Linked DNA regions of Triticum aestivum: region 1 is linked to region 2. Evidence: chromatin contacts called from public Hi-C data. All regions are on one chromosome and are shown on one strand. Each heading gives the region's core, a stretch centred on a gene start, on an enhancer-like site or on the middle of the called end of the contact. The rest is flanking DNA. Distances are from core to core; before and after follow the strand shown. Region 1 holds the start of LOC123072075 (NAC domain-containing protein 83). Region 2 holds the start of LOC123072074 (probable protein S-acyltransferase 7).

Region 1 (5,437 bases), core at 2,599-5,098, 430 kb before region 2:
TCTGACTGTACATGAATGATTTTATGATTTAGGAGTCTCTCAACTTGTGCTTGAAATTGTAAAAACACATTAAACACATCAAACTTATGCTTAAGAAGATAAATCTAGGTAAAACGACTATAAACATCAATAAAACTGACATAATATTCGTGTCCACTAACGGACAGCTGGGCAGGACCCCATACATCTGAAAACACAAGCTCAAGAGGAGTTTTGACTATATGTGTAGAAACAGAAAAAGGTAACTGATGACTCTTGCCTTGATCGCAGGCATCACAGACGGCGGCATCTTTATTACTAGACTCGGACGGTAGCTCATGACGATGTAGGACATGGCGTACAATGGGAGAAGCTGGGTAACCAAGACGAGAGTGCCATAGTGATGGAGACACACGGACGCCACTGAAGACTTGGAACGCAGCAGCAGGAGCAGGAACGTCGGTGGGGGCATCAAGAGCATATAAACCATGGCGGTAGCGACCTCTAAGAAGTATGTTCCTCGTAGCATGATCCTTAACAAAGAGATGAAACAGGGCATATTAGACAAGGGTTTTAGGGTTTGTGGCACACCTCCAAACGTGAGGTGACCTTTTCATTATATAGAGAGGTACATAATGATGTACAACATAATTACAAGTGGGGCCTAGTATATAGAGTCTAACATTCAGTTAATTCAAATTCGCATCAAAATGCGCGGTTAGATGTCCTTTTCTCGTCTCACTGTCCACAGGCGCCCGCGTCCACGGACAAATACAATGTCTGTTTTCGGAGATAACACTGGAGATGCCCTAATTCCTCGGTGCCGCTGCAAACCTAGTTCGTCAATCAAGGCAGTACCAGATCTGTACTTTATGTGTTAAAAGTTGTGTGTGCTCCAAGCTGACACTCCCCTACAAGGAACATCCAACTCCCAGACTAGATCTTCTTCTTTCCGTGCGTCGGTACGAGAAGCAGATGGACGCACGCGCCGGTGTCGTCTTGGTCGCCGGTTGCGTCCGGGAACTTCCCTGCGCGCTGTGCAGCAGTGCACGCCATAGCCGGAGCTTCCCCGCCGAGAGTGACACTGTTGCTTGCGAGCTGAGCAAGAGAGGAGGATCAAATCACTGTGTCTGTGCGTGTGAGTGTGCCGTGTGGGTGTGTGGGCGAGCGGATGCCAGCCGAGGCCGGTGATTGATGTGTGCGCGCGCGCGGCGCGGCGGTGAGCGTGAACCGCGCGGACACTGGTGAAAAGACAGGCTCCCTCAGTCGTCCCTGTCCTGAATCGCTATCAACCTCGACCCGGCTGTGCTTGCGGCTGCCGTAAGCCTATAACCGCCGCCGTTTAAATACGGATTTGACCCCCGCCGCCCGCTCCGTCCCACGACACTGACCCGCCCGGCTGCCGTGCTCCGTTTCAATTGCCTGAAAGAAAATTCACGTCGCCTGGTTTCATTCTCCGAACATTTCACCAGCAGAGACAGAGGAGGCAGGCACTGTACTAGCACTATTCAGGTTCCGGCGCCGGTCCGGGCAAAATTCGTTTCCTCATCGCCGGTGACGAATCTCAACCGGCTCCGGCGAGAGGACTCATCGTCGTCGCTCGGATCAGCCCGTGGGCGGCGTCCGATTCTTGTGCCGCTAGCTAGCTATAGCTGTCTCCAGCACAACAGTGCACGCACGCACACACGTCTCTCTTTCTCTTTGCTGTCGTCGTGGCAACAGCGTCGTGGCAGCACGTCGGCTTCAGCGGCAGCCGTTCAACTATTCTACGCATGCAAGCAACCCGTTCGTCACGCGCGCGTCACGCCCTGCATCATACCCAATTTTCAGAGATCGTGCGTGCCGACTCGGGCAACCCCCACATACAGAAAAAGAGCTGCCAGCGTGTGAGCCATGGCCATCAGCGCCACTACCGCCGAAAAAGTGGTCCGCAGTCAGTATTAGCTGCCTGGAGAAGAAGAAGAACGAGACAGTGACAGTGTGAAACTGTGAACGCATGTCCGGTCGAGGTCTCGGTCTTGGTTGATTCCTCCTCCAAATCTGTCCGCCTTATTCGTCTTCGATCGATCGATCGATACGATATGATTCTCACTTCGAGCCTAAGTGAGACGAGATGAGGCGGGCACGGGATGCTCCGGATCGATGCGGCGATGGCCGGAAGCAAAATTGTTCGTTCGTTCGTTCGTTGGACCGGCCGGGATTCCTATTCCTCTTGCCAATAACGGGGGTCCCTTTTTGATGGCTGGAAATATTCCTGTCGCCCGACGGGGGCCCGGCGTCGGGAGGAAGAAGGAAGGCATCTCCGGACTGAGCCTGAGTGGATTCGAGTATCCAATCCGATCCAATCAGTCGATCGATCGTTGGATCAGTACTCAGTGGCACCATCATCACCACGCACGCACGCACACGCACAGCTGTAGCTTATTGTAAAATTCGTGAATCCGCTCGCTTTCTGCCTCCATGAACTGAGCTCCGACGCCTTCCTGCCCTGCTTTCTCTGCGCTGCCGCTCTGTGTTTCTACTGTACCTGTTTGCAGTCGCTACCTAGTTCATTCTTTACTTGTTGATTTGTGCAAGAGGAAGCTGAAATTCACGAGCAAAAGAACTCGGATTTAACCTTGGAACATGAACTCTTTGATTCACTGTGAGCTCTCTCGGTCTCAGCTCACTCGTCAAACATGGTGAGGTGTTTGATTGCTTGAGCTCGGTTGGTTGGTTTCTTGAGCTCAGTTTGTTTCTCCTGATAAGTTGGGACTGATGATTACTACTACGAGGTACTACTAGTGCTACCACATTAGCGGATCGACGAATTAACGGGGCACTCATTAGAAAATTACAGGGACCATGATTGAAGTCAGGTCAGCTACTCTAATGCTCTCGCCGCGGCGAATTGGAGGCGGTCTCATCGTCGTCCTCCTCCATGCCGCTGCGCGACTCGGTCACGCAGGAGGATGCCGGGGACGGCGATGCCGGTGTCATGTCGGCGTCGCCCCTACTACGCCGCCCCGCTGTGTCGCGGCGAGCTGGAGTGGCCTTCTTGAACACGCGGCAGACCACCCAGTCCTTGGCGGCGTGGAGGCTCTTGGCGGTGGCGTAGGCGGCGAGGCCGGCGGGGAGGAGGCGATACTCGTGCATGGCCCAGCCGGTGCGCGCGCCGCCGGGGCGGCAGAAGACGAGCGTCCGCTTGGCGCCGATGGGCCGCCCGCAGCGGGGCGCCACGACCAGCCGCTCCTTTCCGGAGGCCCTCCACACGCCGCTGCCACCCGCCCTGCCGGTGCCGCCGCCCTTCCGCCAGCACCCCGTCGCCGGCAGGTGGAAGAAGTAGCGCTCGCCGTCGGCCTCGCCTGCGTGCACATGGCAAACAGTCAGCGCAATGCGCCAGCAATGCAGCCGCAGCTCCGTTGGTCAGTGATATGGGGAGTAAGTGGAGCGTACCTGGCAGGTCCCATGGGTGGAGGCGCGCGAGGTCGGCGACGGGGATGATGTCGGCGGGGAGGGGGCAGGAGAGGGCCTTGCGGCGCAGGTAGTGCAGCAGCAGCTCCTCGTCGGTGGGCCGGAACCGGAAGCCGATCGGCAGCCCGCCCTGCCCGGCCGGCACCCGGCACCCGCCGGTGACTGCGGCCTCCTCGGTCCGTCTCTCCGCCGGCAGCGCCATAGATGCACACACGAAACAAAACCCAACCCAACTAAGCAAGCAAGCAAGATTACTTCCTCTCTCTGTCTCTTGGATGTGTGCTTGCTGTAGGCTCGGTCACATGCAAGTCAGACTCACACACTCGCTCGCCCCTCCATGGAGGACGGAGCAGAGCTAGAAGAGAGAGTGGTTGGGCTCGTGCGGGTGCGGGATGATAGCTAGCGGGAAAGGGGGAGGCGGTTGGCGGTTATATAGTGGCAGAGAGTGGAGCCGGTGTCGTGAAACACACTCAACCGCCATCGCTGAGCTCGGCTTTCTTCTTGCCCTTTCCATCAAGCGAAGGGAACAGAGAAAGGGAAAAGAGAGAGCGAGCGTCCCGTGCAGCCCTTAATCACCCTCTAACCGGTGAGCTCTAGGCTTAAGCAAGCAAGTAGGGTCCCTCTGCACCTGTCTCCGGGAGAGGGGAAGGAGAACAAGGCATCCATCGCCGCAGCGCAGCTGGACTATCTTTTTCGTGTGCGCGCGATTCTCTTCTCTCTTTTCTTTTCTTTGCGCCCGTCGAAACGAAATTCCTTCTCATCTCCTCGCTTCCTTTTCTTTTTCTTTTCTGCTGTAGGAGGGGAGGAGGGAGAAGGAGAAGCTTCCACGTTACAGCAACGCACTGGAACGGGGAATCAACGGCCTCAGCGGCCACCTACCTTGGATTCCAACATTCAATTTGCGACCTTATTTCTTTTTATTATCGTCGTCTCCTTGGCCTCGGAGAAGGAATCGGAGGGAAAGTCGCTCCCTCGCTGACACCTCGCGTGCCCGTGCGGCAGTGCCCAAAAGAGATGGATGGGCTGCGCGAGAAGCATCATTCAAGCTTAATTACTTCACCAGTTCACCTTCCGGACGTTTGATGAGTGCATTGCAGCAACGGCGGCCCGCTTTTGGGGTGGACTTTACAGCGGCTTTCGGAGTCAAACGCATGGCCGCCGGCCGTTGCCACTTGCCCCTCCGCCCCCGCCTCCGGCTTTGGCTTTGGCTTTGCTGCGGCATCCGAGGGGAGGTCCCCGGCCGGGTGGTTGCACGGGTGAAGTGGACGGGGCACGGGCGCGCGGCGCCATGCATGCCGCGCACGGCCATCGGGCAGTGCGCGTGGCTGGCATCACTAGCGCGCGCGCACTGCAACATTGTGTAGCTTCCTTCGTCCATGGGTGCGTGCGTCCGTCCGTGCCCGGCTGTCTGGCTACCCAGGTGCCCAGGTCAGGCTCAGTAGTACGTCGTCGTCGCCTGCGCTTTCCCGTCACGTGAACCGCACCGGCCGGCCCCTGTCCTGTCCTCGCTGCCGTCCCGGCACCGGTGCTGTTCCGTCCGGACTCCGGCGACTGCCGATGGATCGGTACATGGACTGATCTCTACTCAACCACGTGAGCAGTGGCGTTTCCTTTTGGACGTACCGACACCCTTTTCTGCATGCGGTTGGATTTGTCGATGCATGGGCGGTGGTGTATGTCCATCCGTGGTAGCGCGGGCGTCCGGCGCGACGGGCCGGTTGGCCACCGGCGCCAGCGACGATCCCTTCACTGTTGTGCTGACTGGGAGAGAACGCACCAAGCACCTGTGTCTCGGACGATTTGGCACTTCCGCTATTCCTTCAGCCTTCAGGGACTGGTTCTGGACCGGGACATGTCAACAAGAAAAAACACAGATGATCTTTTGTTCTCCAATCTAGTCCTTGTAGTCGTCTATAGGTGGTCTATAAATCTGGGTATATTTTTTATTATTTCTAGTAGTCATCACCAATCTAGTTCTTATAGTCATCGCTGGGTGATCTATAAA
Region 2 (5,721 bases), core at 1,444-3,943:
TGGTACCGAGATTGAGATGACGCAGTGGAACTTGGCACTTCTTTAATAACCTAAAGACACAGTTACAAGCCACGTAAACATCGGCATTACAGGACTGAAAAAAAATAGGATAATCTTATGAAAAAACCAGCGCCTGTCCCTTACCGCCAAGAAAAATGAGACATATTGCATTTTCACATGAGCTCAAAGCGGCTCAATCGTTGATCAACAGTTTTATGGACCTCCAAAGTAGTTTGCCTGAAATAAAACCATTGTCGTTCAAAGAATCAGATGAAGGCAACGTGTTCCCGGACACGTCATCAAACTCAAGAAGTGACACCCTCGCATGACTACAACGTCGAAGGAGAAAACCAAAACGGTTAGCCTTCAACCACAAACCCAGCACAAGATGCACCATCTTTCGGCTATCACTTGCGTAGATAAGCGTCTGCGCGTACTTCTAGACGACAAAACCTCTCTGCTCCATCATGACGTCGAAGACAACGCTGCAGCAACGGGGACGGAGCAGAAGGAGAGACACATCTGATGGAGTCACCGCTGCCGCCGCCTCACCAATACCATCCATGAATCCTAACACCGCCGATCTGAAGGATCAGCAAACACACGCCATCATGAAGGACACCGCCTGTGTGGGAGTGAAATTGAAGTAGATTTATTCGTCTAGGCGCCGCTCCACCATCCTAACGACGCACCACGATCTACAAATTCAAATCCTAACTACAGAGCGGAGGAACAGATCCCCCTCCCTCCTGACGCTGGACCAGCAGCCGGAGGGAGAGGAGGCGAATGCATTGTACTCCCTCCGTTCAGAAATACTTGTCATCAAAATGGATAAAAAAAGATGTATCTCGAACTAAAATATATCTAGATACATCACTTTTTATTCATTTTGATAACAAGTATTTTCGGACGGAGGGAGTATAACTTCAAACGACACTCATACATACAGTACATTGTAGTAGACTAGTAGTACATGGAAGGCGCACGCGTACGCGCATAGCCGGCACGTAGTGGTGGTGCGCCCGTGCGCCCGAAGGAAAGCATACGGACGGAACCACGTACGGCGGCGACGCGAATGATTGGCGCCACGGCGGGGCGTCGTCGACAGCGCTTTCGGGAAAAAGCGGGCTGAAAGAGAATGTGCAACGCGGGGGTCCAACGAGGGACGCTTTTCAGGCTGTTCTTGCGTTCCACCCCCGACACTTGCCCACCTTTCTTTTTTCAACTAGCAGTAGTGTAAATAAAGAAGAGAGGATCCCTGACCCTGCCGAGTGCCGACCGATCTCGTCGCCTTCCGATCTCTTCCATCCATCTTTTGCTTTGCTTTCTCGTATCGTATGCAGACCCGGCATCTGCTTTTCCCGTTGCTCTTGCTGTGGAAGCAAACCCACCTTGGTTTTTTCTACTTCCAGTGATGCTAGCTCGGCAGTCTGTGCTGACTTTCAGATCCGGCCTCATTCATAGTGAGTGATGGACTGCAAATTGATGTGCGTGGTGCCAACGAACTCGGCCGTCCGTTTATTGCTTGAGGCGCTAGTACTACTACTCACTTAGCATTTCTACCCTTCTTTCTTTTGTGAGCATTGATGGAAAAATCTAGGAAACCCCTAGTGCTCATTCGACTGATTACCATGACCGCCCCCGCATAGTCCAGCTTTGCAACCCGAGCCTTGTTACAACCCTTTTAAGTGCAACACAAGCTCTGTTGCAGAGTGACCAGTACGAGGGAGGGCAGTGGTGGCTGGATACCGCATCGACGACAACGATACGGGTCCTCGACGACGACGGTGCACGGACTGGGGTTCCATGTTACACTCGATCCACGCCGGATCGAGCATATCCTGCACGATATGGTGTGCCATGTTGTTGTAGAGGGCAAGAATAGAGGGAGGACGTGTTCCCGACGGCGGGCGGTAGCTATTGCTGCGACGGTCGGCGGCGCCGCACTAGACGCAACTCTGTTGGGGATGGGGGATAGTGGAAGTGGGGATTGTTGTGTTTGCAACATGTTCGTTCAGTCTGTTGGACGAGGTGATGCGACATGGATCAGTGAACGCAACATGTCCTATTTTGCAAACCACGAGCACAATCTGGCATATGTTGCACACAAATGGGTCGCAATGCAGATTCAACAACTCTGGAGGCGGTTGATTTTCTCCGGCGTTGGCCGGTTGACGCATAGCACCGTCCAAAAAACTACAGTGTTCCCTCCGATTGATATTAATTTTCGTTAATTTAGTACAAAGTTGTACTGTATTAATTAGAGTAGCCACAATTTATATGGACAGGAGGGAGTAGAACATTTTAACCAGCATTGCTATCAATTTTCCTCAGCTCCTCTCTCATTTATACCTGACAATCCATCCGAAAGACAGGCACCATGTTTCTTCTCTTTTCCAGCTCAACTGCTCAATGGGTGTATTTGAATTACGAAGTGGTGCCACAGTTCAGTTGTACTAACCCCCACTCCAGCAACTTTTAGCAACACAGATCACAGCACACCAACGTCCATTAAACAAAACAAAACACATGGAGACTAGTAGAAAGGTGCGAAGCTACTTAATCATATTCAAATGAGCTAGGAGGAGGAAAACAAAAAAATCCTAAAACTCCAGGGGCGTAGATGCAAAACCAAAAGGCACGGACCCGGTTATTACTACGCGTCCCCAGCTAGCGAGCCCCCCTCCATCTGCTGCGCTCTCTCTCTCTCTCTCGGGGTGTCAGGTTTCTCTGTCTGGGCTCCCGGCATCGGCGGCGGCGCGGCGGCGGGCGGGCATTGGGAGGGAGCTCACGGCCCCGGCGGCGGGCGGCGGAGCGGGCGCGGGAGCAAGGGAGGGAGCTCTCCGGCGGCCATGCCGCGATCCGGGGCGTGATCCCGCAGGGGATTGCTGGCCCGGGAGCGCCGCGGCGATGAACGGGCCGAGCGCCGGCGCCGGCTCCGGCGGCGAGGGGCCGCTGGTGTACCAGGCCTGGAAAGGGAACAATGTGAGCCCGCCGCCTCCCCTCTCCTCTAACCCACCTTCCATGTCCCCCCCCCCCCCCCCCCCCCCCCCCCCCCCCCCCCCCCCTATTGGGCGCGCGCGTGGATCTGTGCGTCCTCGAGGTGGTCGCTAGATTGGCTTGCGGAAATGCATGCTAGGGTTCTTCTGCTGAGCTCCGCGTAGATGGTTGCTCGTTTTTTCTCCTTGCGTTTTACTAGTACGATTTTGTGCATCGTGTGCTAGGGGAGTGTAGGTTCTGGGACATATGTGGTGACAGTGGTGTCCTTGTTCTTGTTCATGACAAGGACAGTAAACGCCAGTGGACAGTTTTGATTCGGTGCTAGTTAATGTGGTAAGGAATGGAGTTTTAGCTGAGACTTAATGCTTCTAGCAATGAATGTATTAATGATCCTTCCACTTTGATGATGCTAAATTGTAAGTGTATATTTCGCTTCACTTGTTCTTTTCCGAACGAATTATTCATAGAGAAAGTGTCATTGGTGCCTACATTAGCTTGGGAAGAAGTTGTCTGTGTGAGATCTTCAGACTGTTGTTGTGCAGCTAAGCAGTGGAGAAAATGTGACTGGGACTGATATAGTGTACTGTCTATTTGCAGGTATTTTTCCTCCAGGGGAGGTTTATATTTGGACCCGATGCGAGATCCTTGTTTGTCACCATGTTCCTCATTATCGCTCCAGTAACAGTCTTCTGTGTGTTCGTTGCAAAAGAATTGATGAATAGCTTCTCTTATGGCCTGGGGTTACCGGTGATGGTTGTGGCAGTTGTATTCACGGCATATGTGAGTACCATTTGTAACCCTTTCGGATCACCTTCTTCCTTGATTTTCAGATATGTCTTGCACTCAGTACATGTTATTGTTTGGGGATAGTCGGTGGGACTTTCATTAGTTACAAGCTGCTTTGCAAGTTCAGATAATGCACATGCTGTGAATCCATTTTTTTTTATTAAAGAGAGGCCTCCCTCTCCAATTTCCATTGAAAGAACCAATATGGTTCGATTACAAGGCTGTGAATCTACTCTGGGTTTTATGTGATTACATGTCCAATCAATAGGAAGTGAGAAACATATAAGTTGAAGTACAGATTGTACTACTATGAGTATGTGCCTTTATTTAAATTGCTTTTTAATTAGCCGATTTGTTCCAGATAATACAGATCTGGACTATGATATTGTGCTAATTGAACTGTAATACCTTCCTTGGTCATGCTTGTCGTGTTTATTGACCAATTGATCCTGATTGTATAAATGCAATTGGGTTTGTGGATATCAAGGAAGGGGGCCATAGCTTGTTGTACCCTTGAACTTGCTGGCCAGTAGCAGCAGCATATTTTAATGCTGCTATCCCCTCACACCTTGTGAACTGGATATAAATACAATGTTGTTGTCTTTGTTTGTGATTTTTCCTGGTAAACAGAAAAATGTATGTATCCACAGTACTCTTCACTTACTGCTTTGGCTTTTCTGTCATCTGTCACTCTGCAGGATTTGAGTCTTCTATTTCTCACTTCTGGGAGGGATCCAGGAATCATACCTCGAAATGCACATCCTCCAGAACCTGAAGGTTTTGAAGGCAATGCTGAAGTTGGAGCTAACCAGACTCCACCATTGCGGTTGCCCCGAGTGAAGGACGTCGTTGTGAATGGAATCACTGTGAAGACAAAGTACTGTGACACCTGTATGCTGTACCGGCCTCCTCGATGCTCCCATTGCTCTATCTGCAACAACTGCGTCGAGCGATTTGACCATCACTGCCCATGGGTTGGGCAGTGCATAGGACTTGTAAGTTCATTAACCGAATACACATACCTATAAATAGCATGTTGTACCCCTTTTTTTTTTGCATTGCCTTGTGCAGGCCACACTCATATTTTGGTTCTTGAGAATATCTAAGAGGTCTAAGCTCTTTACTATGCAATATTTCATCTCTTGTTGTACTCTACACTTGTTAGTTTGATTCACTTGCATATGCTGACAGAATAGTATGCTAGCATTTCATATTGTGGTATATAGCATCGCCTGTTTCAACATGCTCAGTTCTGTTTGATTGATAGATTCTGAAATAATTTGAAGTGCTTACAAGGTTGCATATGATTGTGCAGCGGAATTACAGGTTCTTCTATATGTTTGTCTTCTCAACGACTCTTCTCTGCCTCTATGTCTTTGGATTCTCCTGGGTGTACATTATTAAGATCAGAGATGCGGAGCAGATAACAATATGGAAGGCAATGGCAAAGACCCCTGCGTCGATCGCTCTGGTTGTATACACATTTATCGCGGTTTGGTTTGTTGGTGGCCTCTCAGTGTTTCACTTGTATCTCATGAGCACTAACCAGGTAAATACTGTTCCCTGAAATGGTATAATTCCAGTCTCGCGTCGTGATTCCATTCTGTCAGTTGCTAACCATTTTTGCCATTTACTTCTGTAGACAACATATGAGAACTTCAGGTATCGCTATGACCAACGGGCCAACCCATACAACAGAGGAGTTGTGGAGAACATCAAGGAGATCTTCTTCACGCCGATCCCTGCTTCCAGGAACAACTTCGGCGCCAGAGTTCCACAGGAGCAGGGCCTGAGGCCTCGCTCGACGAACGGTTTCATGAGCCCAAACATGGGGAGAGCTGTTGGCGACATCGAGATGGGCAGAAAGCCGGTGGCATGGGATGAGCCCAGGATGGCAGCAGAGATAGGCGACCTGGGCGGTCTGGGCAACTTGCT

The links. A called contact is a pair of places that touch in the nucleus more often than the background predicts.
Region 1: a Hi-C map of leaf shows a contact between it and region 2, with 4 times the contacts expected there. The contact joins the promoter of LOC123072075 here to the promoter of LOC123072074 in region 2. A contact is called at or near these places in 3 of 5 Hi-C or Micro-C datasets (all in leaf).

The regions. Positions count from the first base shown.
Region 1 is chr3B:736,200,530-736,205,966 of IWGSC CS RefSeq v2.1, reverse strand. It overlaps LOC123072075 (NAC domain-containing protein 83), which reads right to left and starts at 3,848. Exons shown (of 2, transcript XM_044495630.1): 1 at 3,415-3,848; 2 at 2,564-3,323. The coding sequence starts at 3,634. The coding sequence ends at 2,848.
Region 2 is chr3B:735,764,618-735,770,338 of IWGSC CS RefSeq v2.1, reverse strand. It overlaps LOC123072074 (probable protein S-acyltransferase 7), which reads left to right and starts at 2,693. Exons shown (of 5, transcript XM_044495629.1): 1 at 2,693-2,985; 2 at 3,598-3,780; 3 at 4,485-4,781; 4 at 5,102-5,335; 5 at 5,429-5,721. The coding sequence starts at 2,911.